Regions from separate parts of the Mus musculus genome. Here region 1 is linked to region 2. Evidence: chromatin contacts called from public HiChIP or PLAC-seq data. All regions are on one chromosome and are shown on one strand. Each heading gives the region's core, a stretch centred on a gene start, on an enhancer-like site or on the middle of the called end of the contact. The rest is flanking DNA. Distances are from core to core; before and after follow the strand shown.

Region 1 (6,311 bases), core at 461-2,960, 200 kb after region 2:
CCACTTGGTTGCCTCCTAGGTCTAAAAGTAAAGGCCCTCCCACTCCCTGCTCTGGAGTTTCGGAAAGCCCAGCTCTCTGAACCTAAGCAGCATCCACTCCAGACACAGGGCAGAGGTGATGTTTGCAGAGGGAGGGCTGCCTAAGACCTCACACTTTACACTTTCCATGTGAGGCCTTGGACATTGACTCCAGGGCACAGGCATACGGTTGAGTGCGGTGTGTCCCTTGCTCCCTCCCGGGTTCTAGCTGAAGATAGGAAGGCCAGAGGCAGAACAGCCGACCGGATTCTCAGGCTTTAGAGGAGCGTCCTGGGGCTGTGCTCCCAGCTGCCTCCCATTGTGCTGGAGCCACGCGGTACAGCCCCCTCCCCCAGATCTTCCTCTGGAGAATAAACCATCAGCAGGATTGATTACCCTGCAGGTCCCTAGGCCGCTGTCTCTGGCCTGCATCTGGAGCTGATTTCTGTGGCTTGTAGACCCATTGTCTTGGATGGCTCATTTCCACAAATCAGAGTTGGCTCCACTGCCCTAACCCTAGTGTGACCCCAGATGCATGTTTGTTCGTCCAGTGAACACTTCCTGCTTGAGGAGGGGGGAAAGGCTGAAGTGCACATGAGTGGCTCCAGAGCCACCTCCCTGCTCTGATGCAGACAGGATGTTCCTTCCCATCCCAGCCCCTCCCTAGCCTCCCACCTAGGCCTGCCTTTCTGAAGTAGATTCAAGGAGGATGCATATTTTCAGGAAGTTGGATCCATCACCTGGCACCAGAGGGGAGACTCACAGTCTAATAGCTCCCACAGGGTGTAGTGTTATAAGGCTCTGTGTCTCCCACAACAAGGTGGGAGCTACAAGCAGCCCCTGGCATGGGCTAGGAGGTTTGAACTAAGTCAAAGGCGGCAGCAGCTTATTGGCGAAAGTTTCTAGCACTGTGAGGATCAGTTGTCAGTGGGGCTTCCTTGCACACAGAGGGACTCACTGAGATGTGTCACTATGCAGGGGTCTAGGGGGACTGGACACATGCTCCATGTTAGCCCCTTTAGCCCCTGCTCTGGGCTGGGGGATTTCATGACCTTAAGTTTGTCCCTTCCTTTTTTTTTTTTTTTTTTGGTTTTCGAGACAGGGTTTCTCATTTCTCTGTATAGCCCTGGCTGTCCTGGAACTCACTTTGTAGACCAGGCTGGCCTCGAACTCAGAAATCCACCTGCCTCTGCCTCTCGAATGCTGGGATTAAAAGCATGCGCCACCACACCCAGCAAATTTGTCCCTTCTTGTCACAGTTTTTGTTTGTTTGTATGGTTGGGTTGTTGGTTGGTTGTGTGTATGGTTGGTTGGTTGGTTGTTGGTTGGGCTGGTAAGATACAAAGCTCTCAGGATCTACCTGTCTGTACTCTCCAGTGCTATAGTAGGGCACAGGTGGCCATGCCCAGCTTTTTGTGTGTGTCTTCATGCTTACACAGCACGTGTTCTTACCCACCAAGTTGCCTTACTGGTACGGCTTGTGTGCTGACAGGAATTTAGCTTGTCCTCCACTTGAAGACCTTAGAACTTGACTACAATGTGGGCTCCGGGTGCAGAAGGCCTGTTCCTTCAGTGCAGTGAGTGGCCTCTCTTTGCCTCTCTTCCCAATGGTGATGGAGGATAGAAGCCAGGATGGCTCAGCCCTGTGGCTGGCTGACTCACTTCTGATTAGGGACCTGTGTGGCCAGCGGCTTCCTGCCATTGTTTCCACAAGCTCTTTGCAAGCTCCTCTGTCTTTACAAGCTAAGCTCCACAACAGGTCCTGCGAGTTAGGGAGTCCCAAGAGCACACCAGCACCCAGGGTTCTTCAGGAGCTGCCTCTGGCATTTTGGGCTCATCCTTTCTGGCTTTTGTTCAGGAAAAGAGAGCCCTTTCCGTGGGCATTTGAGCTGCCGTGTGTCGCATGTAGCCTGGTCCTATCTCAGACTCTGGAGCTTGGTGGCTGCCCATGATCAGACCTTCACTTTGCTGCCCCCTTCTGGGACAACCAGCTCTCTACTCAGGGACCGCCTTTGCCTGACCTTCCTCACCCCAGGAAGCAGTATGTCCAGCTGCAGAATTCTTATTGCTTGAGAGCCCCAGAGAAATGGCACTAGGGGTGTATCCCTTCTGCATACTCCTTCCAAGAATGAGGACACATGATGCTTCCTGTAGGTGCCATCACCCCCATCCTCAAATCCAGACCCAAGGGCAGGCAGGCAGGCTTATCCTACCTATCCACCAAAACCTTTCTCCTTGGTGAGACCCATAAGTCGGCCTCTTAGAGCAGGGTGGGTCACTGGCTTGTCATGTGGTGTAGGATACCACCTACAGTTGTTTAGTAGCCCAGCAGCAAAAATGCAGGAACCTATAAAATAGTGGAGGGAAGGAGGAGAGGGAAGGGGAGTGAAAAGGCAGAGCCAGAACTGCAGACCTTCAGAGTCACCCCTTGTGAACCCGACCCAGCAGACCTGCTTCCCACCCGGCTTCTTCCCTCCCTGTGGTCTGGATCCACCCGGCCTTGTAGATTGCATCAGGGAGCCACTTACCCCCATTAAAACTGGGAGGGCCAGGGAGGGAGGAAATGGGCTAGGGTGTGTTGGGAATGTTTTAGCTAATGCAGGGAGTGCTTTTTAAAAGGCAGGTAGAATTTTTTCTTTATAGATCAATTAAAAACCCTTCTTAAAATTAGCCTCTGGGAAGGTGTGTCAGTGGGCTCTTGTTTTCTTATGTCCCACACTCTGCACATCCTCCCTGACAGAAAACCTTAAAATTTTTCTTTCAGAGGTGACCAGTGTTTTTAAATGCCAGGTGATGACCAAGGGAGAGGGACCTTTGACTAGGGTTAAAGTACTGTCCTGGGAGGGTGCGTAGACTCCCTGTGACTCCTCTGGGCCATACAGCTGGCGGGCAGCAGCAGGCACGAAGAGGAACATCTCACCAGAGCCAGGCAGATGGTGTTCACCTGCTCGGGACACACTCCCTGGTCCGGGGCCCTTGGAGTTGCTGAGATAATAACAGACAGCTGCCAGCCCTGGACCTAGATCTGCGGGCATTCAAAGGCATACAAGGTGCAGGGAGACAGAGCCTGCCCAGGCCTCCCCACCCGCCAGGCCCTGCTTTTGTTTGAGAGTTGTGAGCCCCTCCTTTCCCGCACCAACATCCGAGCAACAAGAGCGCTTTAATGGAGGACAGTTCTGTTTTGGAAACGACAAGAAAGCTCCTTGTCAAGTGTGACCTGGCCTTTCCTTTGTCTTGCCTCCCTTCTTTGTGTGTGTCTCCAATGGGTTTTGTTCCAAGGGGCAAAGGAGCTGGACATGGATTTGGTGTGTTCCTGCGGTTTTTCTTTCTGTTTTCTTTTTTGGCAGCAGCTAAAGCTTTTGGTTATTTCTGAGTACAGGACAATTGGGGAGTTGGGGATTCAAGACCACTCCAGTGTCTTTGAGTTACTGAGTGGTGTCAGCAACAGCGAGTGGCAGAGAAGCCAACTTTCTGACCGCCTGGAGATCTCTCAGCTCATTGTATATGTGCGTAAGGACAAAAAATTTCTCATGGCCTTCAGTCCATAGGGGCATTTGCCCAAATATCCTCAGAAGGCAAGGCTAGCTGTTTCAGCCAGCACTCTGCCCTCTAGCTGTGCTCAGGAGGAACTGGTATTGCTTGGTTACCGTGTTAGCCTCCTCCACTGCCAAATAGGTCTGTGCTGGCCAAGGTTATCTGGACCTGGCTCCATCCAGTGTGGGCACTGTGACCAGTGATATTGGGGGGTGCTGAGAGGCAAAATTGGATGTTACTTCCCCCAGGGCAGGACTCAGGCCTGACTCCTTCAGGCTAAGACTCAGGGCAGCTTAGTAGAGGAGTGGTGTTAATAAGATTACAGAATCAGCTTGATCATCTTAAATGCCCCAGCCAGAGCGCTCGATTGTGTACCTGTGCTGGCACCTCTGAGGTGTCCTCAGTTGAGTCACAGGAGCTTGTTCTGTGTGTGCCCCTTAGGGCTTGTCAGAAGAGCAGTATAATTTAGTTGTGGTGATGGCTCAGTCCAGCATTTCATCTCTCTCTCTCTCTCTCTCTCTCTCTCTCTCTAATTATCCCAAGCTAGTGATATTTGTCTTGCATGAACCTCCAGACAGAAATTGTCTTTTATTACACGTTTTTTAAAGACTAGGGTTTTTTTTCTTTTTTAAAGGTTTATTATTTTTATGAGCATTGGTGTTCTCTTCCTCAATGGCTTCGAGGGCACAGAGCCTCAGGAGCCAGAGTTACAGACCACTGTGAGCTGCCATGTGGATGCTGGGATTTGAACTTGGGTTCTCTGGAAGAACAGCCAATGTTCTTAACCACACAGCCATCTCTCTAGCCCCAAAGAGTAGTCTTAAATGGGTATCTCTCAGTCCAGCTCTCTAGGGCCACATAGTAAGACCCTGTCTGCAAAACACACAACAAAACAAAACTGCAACTTAAACAAATCTCTGACTTACTAGAAATCAAAACCCCTTCTACTCTTCTTTTTATTTTAATTATTGATGAATGTCTCTGGTGAGACTTTTGACTTTTTTTTTGGATTGAGTTGAGCTTGAAAATGTCATCTAATGTATTTTTACAAATACAGGAAGAATGAGACAGACAGACAGACATACACACACACACCACACACACCACACCACACATGTGTGCAAGCCTGTACGCAGTATGATCTGATGACAGTCAGTAGGCCTAGGTGTCAGCTGGGGAGCGGCAGGAATGCTGTTTGATCTTTGCTTTTTGGAGCCCCAGGGTTGAAGGTAAGGGCAGAAAAGATAGGTACAGAATAGCAGCAGCAGTCCTCAAGATGTCAGGGTCCCGGCCCTCGCTCCTCTTATAGCTTGCCTCCCCACTTATCTCTGGTGACCTAGGTAAGAGTAAAAATGGCTGGTGTGTTTTTGTTTGTTTTCTTTTGTTTTGTTCTGTTTTTAAACTTCTCTTTGTCAGGCTGGTTTCAAGTAATTCAGCACTTGCTAATTATGAACCTGGTGTCCTGGCCTGAAAATCCCTGCCTGTTTGAACTTGCAGCTTCCCAGTTCCAGAAGTGGATATATGCTCTTTGATACCAGCCCATGGCTTACAGGATCCAAAGTGTGTGTCCTCACACTGCTCCCATTCTTACTTGGCCAGTGTGTCATGTCTACTGTCTGGGCAGTGTACAAGCACAACTTGCATCTATAGGAACTATAGAAACGGGTGGATGGCTCTAGGAAAATATGAAATGAACCAGACTGTGGCCAGTCTGGCTAGAAGGATGCCAGCAGGTAGTGACAGGTAGAGGGGGAACTCCATCAGTAAGTTTGGGAAAGGTTGCTGAGGAATGTACGTCATATTCCACTGGGACATAGGTCAGCATATTCACACATAGGGAGGATAATTGACTGTCAGTTCATGGGAAGCAGTTTGCAGGTAAGAGCCCTGCTAGGCAAAGAAGCAGATGAGGGTTCTAAAGTGAGGGCTTCTTTCCTGCTATGGTTGGTTTGTTTTTATCAAGAGTACCGAGTCTAGGGTTCCCTTGCTTCTGTTCTAAGAGCAGGCGTGGCCCTGGGCAGGAAAGGAACTTTCTGCTCTCCTGATCTGTCTCCACCCAGAGATGGATCTAAACTGTGCTTTCCCCAGCTGTGACATCGGAAAGCAGGAAATCTAACCCCTGGGATGTGTCCTAGGTAGGTGCTGTGTCCCTTAAGAAAGTGAAGAGGGACCAGTTACCTTGAGACAAAGGCACCTCTCCTAGTCAGCCTCTGCTTCTCACTGGTGAGAGAGGGAGGGCTCTTTCCTTCTCAGTTGAGAAGTCGTTTAAACCAGCCAAGGTGGTGCCTGGTCTCCATACTCAGGAGACTGAACTAAGGGAATCCCAGATTTGAGGCCAGCCTGGGCTACATAGTGAGATGTCTTAATGACAACAAACAGATGTAATAGCCTAGAAGTCCATGAGTTCGCTCCTTCATGGTGATGGTGGCACTATTGTTTTTCTGGGTGTTGTGAATGTGATTATCTGTGCTGTGTGAGACCTGCCTACAGTGGCAGACCTGGGATGTTCTCTGACAACACCCACTGTTCAGCCTCTGGCCTTTCTCTGATAGCCTTTCTGCCTCCTGGCAAACATAGGATGATACCTACCTGACTGTGGTGATGACTGAGGGAGCCTGTCTCTGCCCTCTTGCTGCCTTCGCCTGACCCTTGGAGCTGTTGCCTAGAATGACCTGCCCTTCTGGAGCCCTGCCTGTTCTCCCCTCTTTCACATACCCCCTCCCCCACCCTGCCAGGACATAATTGGCACTTAGAGCATG
Region 2 (7,048 bases), core at 4,245-6,744:
TCTTCTGGAGTGTCTGAAGACAGCTAGAGTGTACTTACATATAATAAATAAATAAATAAATAAATATTAAACAGAAACACCTCACGTCTGAGCCCTTATCCTCCTAGGGTAGTCCCTTTTTTTTTTTTTTAATTTTTAAAGAAATCAAAATAGGTCCTCAAAATATACAGGTATACCAGCTTCTAGTTCAGTTAGAGACCCTGTCTCAACAAATACGGTAGAAGACAATATAAGGAAGACACACAGCATTGACTTCTGCCCCAGTCACCTGCACACAGACACACAGGAACCCATGTACATGCACACTCACGAATACAGCCGGAGGACCAGAAGGCAGAGCGTGCCATCATGACACCTGGCACGTGGCTCCATGGCCTCACTTTCTCACGTTTCAAATGGCCCTTGGCCAAACTGTCTTCAAGACTTTCCAGCCCCGAAAGGCTCCCTGCAGGAAGAACTGCTTTAAAGGCCTCCAAGGCACAGCCACCTCCCCTCAGCACTGTTCTCCATGATGACACCATTATTTAACTGTGGGAATGTTAAAGAAAAAAGACACACAGGGCAGGAATCCTCTCTCAACTTGGTACCCATGTGGCCTTAGAAGCAAGTCTGGCTTGTTGGGAAGCAAATTCAAGAGTTTGTTCAGTGGGTCCCCCATTCCAGTTTAACGCCACAGCAGGAAGAAGGCAGAGCATACGCCCCTGCTCCCTCACCCCATTCTAGAACTCAACAGAACATCATCTGCCTCCCTTCACCCCAAGGATAAAAATAACTTCGTATGCAATCTGATGCCTGCCATCAGCCAGTCACCAGAACTGCCCGGGGCCCACCAAGGAGCTGGCAGCAGACCAGATCAAGCACAGGGATACTGTCTAAATGCAATCCCACGCATGCATCGCCTGACCCATAGACAAAAAGAGAGGTCCAACATGGGTTCCAGGGAGCTCAGCTCTGTGTCAGAGAGGCGGGACGGAGGCCATGCCTCCTGCTTGGCGACCTGCAGCCTTTGTTCTAGCATCTTGATGCCGAGAAGGGCTTAGAAATTAATTACGTCCATTGGGAAGGTATCAGTGGTGAAACAGAAGCAAAGAAAGTCTCTGTCCCAGATCTTAAATGAGTGAGCAAAGCCAGGAGTTTTGGGGCAAATCATTACAGGGTTATTTCCTCTGAACTGAACTTCTCAAAGACGCCACATCTATACGGAAGGTCCTGAATGTGGCTGGACTGTCGGCTGACTTGAACACTGTGACTGTGGAGAGATGGAACAAACCTGTATTTGTCTCTTAGGTATTGAGACAAAGTCTCTCTTTGTAGCTCAGGCTGGCCTCACACTCATGACCCTCCTCCTGTCTCAGTGCTGGGATTACAGTATGTCCAGAGCCTTTCCCAAAGCCATTCACAATCATTTCCATATGTGACCCAACATCCTCATGACTACCAGGAAACCTCCTGGGATACGCAACTAACCTAGCAGAACGATATCCTTCACTCTTTCACCAACCCCAAAGCTAAAACTACATCAAGTAACCTGTCTGAAGACAGAAGCACACCCTCTGCTGTAGCCCACCGACCTGAAGTCTCCTGGGACACGTTACGGCAAATTTAGACATACCTGCCTCCATCTCCATCCAAGGTGTTTTGAGGATTAACACATTTCTGAAACCAGTGAGATGCCATGGTGGAAGAGGCTGGAGGGCAAGGAGTAGCTGGTTAGCTAGCACGGAGCCCAGCAGCTCATCTTCTGCTTGGGGAAACAGGAATGTGGAGAAGAGAGGTTCTGGAGTCTGTAGATGGCTTTTGAGTCTAGTCCAATCTATCTCTGAGGGCCCCAAGCAGCTCTCTTCCCTTCTGTCCACTTAGATATTCTTTTGTTCAACCGCCACCTGGCAACCCAATAATCCAGTTTCCTTGTTTGTAAAGTGAGACTCTAAAGACTTAGCATGGCTGACCTGAGGTGTAAATGAGAGGACGTAGCCAAAGGACTTTGCCAATCACAGTGGCTCTGACCTCCGTCTGAGCAAGGGCAGTCCACCAGACTGGGTCAGCCTACCAAGTAAGTGCGTCTAAGCCGGCTGCCATCCCAGAGTCAGGGTCCAGACGAAAGACAGACAAGGCAAGAAGTAATATGGGAAATGCTGTCACACCCAGGGGCACAGGGGTCATGTGACCAGGATGCAGCTTTCCCCTGACAGCATGCCCGCTCTGACTTCTCTGTATTGCTTGGACATTATACCCACCATGTACCTGAACTTAACAACCTGTACAATGTGAGCAAGTATTTCACCTTCTCAGAGCTCAGACCTCAGTTCATGGAGCTGAAAGAGGTAAATGGGAACGTAAGTTGAGAATAACTACCCTCCTTTGAAGACATTTGGGTTGTTTTTTTGAGATGGGAATCTCATTCTGACCCCAGGCTGACCTCAAACTTACCATATAGCCCAGGCTGGTAAGTGCTCTCCACATGCCAGTGTTGCAGACCCCGCCCACCATGCCAGCTGCGTTTACTTCTTTAATCTTCACACCGCCCTAATAGCTGGGTGTCCCATTCCCATTTTACAGATGGGGAAGCAGAGGCTCAAGAAGAGTAAACAGCTTACACATACACACATAGGATCACCCATCTGATAAGGACAGAACTGAGACCTAGGTCCACACTTGTGTAGCTCAGAATCCAAGGCTGCTCGACCGTTTTGAAGTACTACCGCTCGTCTAGCAGACAGGATAGTCATTTATGTCTCTGGGCATTTGATCCCACCACAGGTAGGCCAAGCCAGCACCCACATCTCTATTCTGGTTTCCTGAGACTCCTCCTCATGTCCCTTTAAGCCCTCTTGCAGGGAGAGCAATGGTATCAGGACCTGGATCAAAACCGTCTGAAACACGCTGGTCCACCCCCAAGGACGAAAATGCTGGAAAGGCCTTTGTCTATCTAGACAGACTGCTCGGGAACAGTATTGAGATCACCACACCCTCCAGCAGCAGCTGGCTACCATGCGCTTTCTTGCCCACAAATCAGAGGGTCCACTCCCTTCTGCAAACCCTTCTCCTATCCAGTCCTTCATCTCCCACCCTCTGCCTCTATGCCTCACTGCCGGCCTGGCCTACTGCATTAGACTGTTTGCCACTGCCCACCCCCCAAACCCCCCAACCTTTACCCCCCCCCCCAGTCACCAGAAGGCCTAGAGGGCAACTAGAATGTTTTGATCACAAGCCGTCTAGCCCCAGTGTGATCTTACCCTCCATGTGCCACACCCAGCCCCAAACCCCCAGTGACATGCATTGATCCCTCCATGCTGAGCCCTCACACTGAGGTCGGGGCTGCCACTCAGGGGGCTGTGAAGGAAAGACCTGGCTTCTCCCCATCAGAACCCTTCACACCCTCCCCACCACATGGCTAAGAATGCAGCCTGTCCCTGCCTCTGGGTTACCATGGCAACAAGAAGCCAGGCAGTGGGCCCAGGCCCTGCTATCCTACAAGCCACCTCATTTACCCTGGAGCTGGGCACAGCAGCCATAGATAGCACTATTCCTTCTGGAGAGGAAACAAGAACAAGCGGAAAGGGGGAGGAAAAAAAAAGAGAGAGAAATCAGCTACAGAGAGAGAAGGGGAAACAAAACAATTAGAGAAAAGACAAGACACAGGGAGGAGGGAAGGAGAACAGAAAAGAAATGTCAGAGGGAGAAAGAAATGGGCTGGGAGGGAACAAAACAAGTAGAAAAGCACATGCACTGGGGGGGGGGGGGGGGCGGGGGACAGGAAAGGGGCCGCTCCTGATCCACACTCCACACCACACATTCCTGGGCCTGAGCTGCTCACAGCTTTTGAGACTCTGGGCAGCTAAGACTTCCTGCCCCAGGAAGCTGGCAGCCTGGCTGGGCCCCCTCCAGCTGCTCTCTAGGCCCTCTAGCCTCTACCCTGCTGAAGGATGGTGTCCAGGCTTCCCCCCAGCAAGTGGGGCCCCTTCTCCCACCCCTCGGGGATCCTCAAACCCTCCTGCCACTCTGTCCTCTCCACCCCCACCCCACCAGCCTCCTTTAGCTCAAACCAGCTTAGTTCTTCTCTGTGTTTAAAAAGCCATTCCTAAGAAGGCTTGCAGAATGGTGGAAGCAGGACTCATGATTTACCAACTGGATACATCTTGTCACTTGTCACTTGGTCATGCCCTGGAAGAGGCCGAAGTGTCCTCTCTGCAGGTAGAAGATGCTGATCAGGATCAGGCAACCCATGGCAGAGGCTGGACCGGGCACTGCAGCCCAGGCAGCCCTGCAGGGGCTCACTTCTTATACCCCAGGTTCTTCTCCGAGCCTTCAGCTCAGGGGAGTTGATGGACTATAAAATAGCCCTGACCTGACCTGGCCTCACAGCACCAACATACTCCCTCCACTGTGTGAAAGGGACCTGAGCCAAGAGAAAAGCTTGCTGAAAAAGCCAAGAAAGGTAGAAAGAGAAGAAAGACAAAGTTTGCGGTGATTGGCAAGAGATCTGTGACCAAGCCCCACAGGTTCTTGGTACTCTGGATGTGGCCCTGCCTCTGGTTTGCTGGAGAACCGAGCATAACTTAAGCTACTCTGGACCTCAGTCTTCACAACTATAAAATGGGAACATGAGCGTCACAGAAAGGAGTCTGAGTGCTTAGACCGGGACCTGACCCACAGGAAGTGCCCCAAACTGCTGTGCTTTGTGTTGTCCAAAAGCTAAGGCACTTCAGAAAGACACGGGTCCCAGGGGTATGTGACATCTATGGAGAACAAATGGCCAGGTGGCCTGTGCAGAAAATGCTTTGAAGGCAGCTGGGACCTGTGACAAAAACATTCACATTTCTTTCCATTACTGCCAATTGAACACAAAGCTCTCTTCTATATTAGGGTTTCACTTAAACTGAGAATCATGGCTGGGCAGGACAGAGTCTGTGGTCCTCTGCAGGCACCCTGCACTTGATGACTGCCAGAATGCCATGCTACTCAGTTCTAGAAAGGTTCCAGACCCTCAGGAAGTTGAAACAGACTCTTGGAATTACTAGAAAGCAGCTGAAAGGGTCGGTGGCAACAAGGTGGGCACCAGGAGGAGCCCCTGGGCCACGAATAAACCATCTTCAATAAATTGCTTTTGTTCAAGGCCAAACATCATCAGGGCCCAGTGAGAACCTGGAGATTGAGCCTGGAGGGGTTTCCCGTGGTGCCCCTGGAGACTGAACCTGGACCAGTTCCGTAGAGCCCCATGCTGCACCAAATGGCAGGAATGAGGACGGGCCTGGTCATCAGCAGGCTGACAAAAAAGCCAAGCAGGGGACCCTGCATCCAGCGCTTCTGTCACTGTCCCCTGGGTTTAGATTGATTATGGGCTGGGCTGGTTCTACCTTAATAGCTGTTTATGTGAAAACAGCCTCATGATTTCATCCATCCACAAACTCAACTGTGGCAACTCCTACCGTAACCAAAGCATAGCGCTGTGGTGGCTGAGGCCTTGCAGCCCCAGTACGGTGGGGGAGGGGAGGAGAGGAAGGAATGACTCAGTGCGGAGGAGGCAGCCCCAGGCTGGGGTTTTGCTTGAGGCCCAACCCTGTGAGCAAGAAACCAGAAGGAATGTGTGGGACCCTCAGAAAGGACAGATAACCGGAGGGAGATCAGGGAGGGCACCGACTATTGGTGGCCTGGTCTGGATCTCTGAGGGCTGGTCAGAAACCAGGAGCATTCCAAGTAAGGCGGATAGGTAGAAAGAACAACTCTTCAGATCACTGAGGTTAATCTCTGTTAAAACTCCATTCATTTCTTCAGGGTGATGGGACCATCTCATCTCTCATGACATGTAAAAACAAGACAAGGCCATTTAAAGAAGGAAAGAAAACACAGAGCATCGAGGGGTGTGGCCCGGTGGGTGGCATGCCTGCCTAATATCCAGAAAGCCCTGGGTTTGATCCCCACCACTGCATGAAACGGTTGTGGTATTATCCCAACATTTGGAAGATGGAGACAGGAGGATCAGAAATTCAGGGTCCATCCCAGCTATAAAGCAAGTTTAAGGCCAGCCTAGGCTACATGAGACCCTGTCTCAAAAAGAAAAGAAAACGATAGGAGAGGGGATATGATGGAGGGAAAAGGTCCTTTTCTAATCTGAGGCAGTAGTGAGTGGGAGGGTTCCTGCGGGGAGCTGGCTAATGTATGAATGAATGAGAGGGTGCAATTAGGAAAGACATGGGAGGGGGGTGTGGTTCTAAGGAGAGAGAATGCAACGCCCCAAGAGGATTGGTGTGACTATCAGAGGGCAGTAGGTAAGAAGTCAGGAGGGAAAAAAAAAAAAGAAGAAGAAGTCAGAAGGGTAACCTGGTCCACGTGGCCCAAGGCTGGGCAGATCCCCAGAGTGCAGATTTGACTCAAGTGCTGGAGTCCGTAAGTGGCGGGAGACGGGACCCGCCTTTCAGATCTCTCCACTTTGGATGTGCGTGCTTGCGTGTCCTCTCGGATGAGGAGAGGCAAGTAGAGTCCTCAGCGCTCCTATGCTGCTAGCTGGGAGAAATGGCACTTGGGCAGGGCCTGGCCAAAGTGTTGGCCAAGGGCAGATTTCAGAGGTCCAGCTAGCGGCAGTACTGCAGGCGGAGGTGGGGGGAGCTTGGAGTGAGGAAGAAGTGTTAGTACCCAGTTAGGGGAGTGGGGGGGGGATGGGGGGGAAATGAGTGAGGATAAGGACCAAGAACTTTCCAGCTATTGTTAAACATTCACTGAATGTACCACAGTTCTGATACGCACCCCTCTGTTGAAAGGGGGGCTACACACCTGCAAAAACAAACCAGCAAAAAACAATCACCAGCCCCGTGGGGGCATCTGAAAGGCACAGGGCTCTACACCTGTTCTAGGTTAAAGGGTACTAGAGCCTCGTGGCTCCTCTCAAGACTCAAGAGAAAGAGGAGTCTAATCCTCTCCCCTGAGTCTGCATCACCTTCAGTGACATTTCAACCAAAGCTTGCAACCCCAGGTCATGGGAAGTTTTGCTGCATCTCCTAGGCCTCCTGGAACTGTCCCTCTGGGGGACCTAGCTGCCAGGTAAGAAATC

What was found. HiChIP or PLAC-seq counts read pairs in DNA pulled down with a chosen protein or histone mark.
Region 1: a CTCF HiChIP or PLAC-seq map of CD8 T cells shows a contact between it and region 2, with 7 read pairs. The contact joins two enhancer-like sites. A contact is called at or near these places in 1 of 39 promoter capture datasets (pre-B cells), 2 of 15 datasets of contacts at CTCF or cohesin (CD8 T cells and the NIH/3T3 cell line), 7 of 484 Hi-C or Micro-C datasets (CD8 T cells, the N1E-115 cell line, cardiomyocytes and 4 more), 10 of 115 datasets of contacts at active chromatin or transcription factors (the HPC-7 cell line, bone marrow-derived macrophages, embryonic stem cells and 5 more) and 2 of 9 other capture datasets (adipose tissue and embryonic stem cells).

Annotation. Positions count from the first base shown.
Region 1 is chr4:106,986,176-106,992,486 of GRCm38.p6, forward strand. All of the region lies in intron 4 of Ssbp3 (single-stranded DNA binding protein 3), which reads left to right. Among named protein-coding and RNA genes, the nearest start is that of Gm12786, 38 kb to the right of the region's middle. Within about 2 kb of position 1,711, at least 164 of the 459 cell types and tissues checked have an H3K27ac peak or open chromatin away from gene starts, as enhancers often do. A contact at or near this core is called in CD8 T cells, the HPC-7 cell line, bone marrow-derived macrophages and 4 more, where this site is marked.
Region 2 is chr4:106,782,502-106,789,549 of GRCm38.p6, forward strand. The region is part of intron 1 of Acot11 (acyl-CoA thioesterase 11); the gene reads right to left. Among named protein-coding and RNA genes, the nearest start is that of Acot11, 14 kb to the right of the region's middle. Within about 2 kb of position 5,495, at least 176 of the 459 cell types and tissues checked have an H3K27ac peak or open chromatin away from gene starts, as enhancers often do. A contact at or near this core is called in CD8 T cells, the HPC-7 cell line, bone marrow-derived macrophages and 4 more, where this site is marked.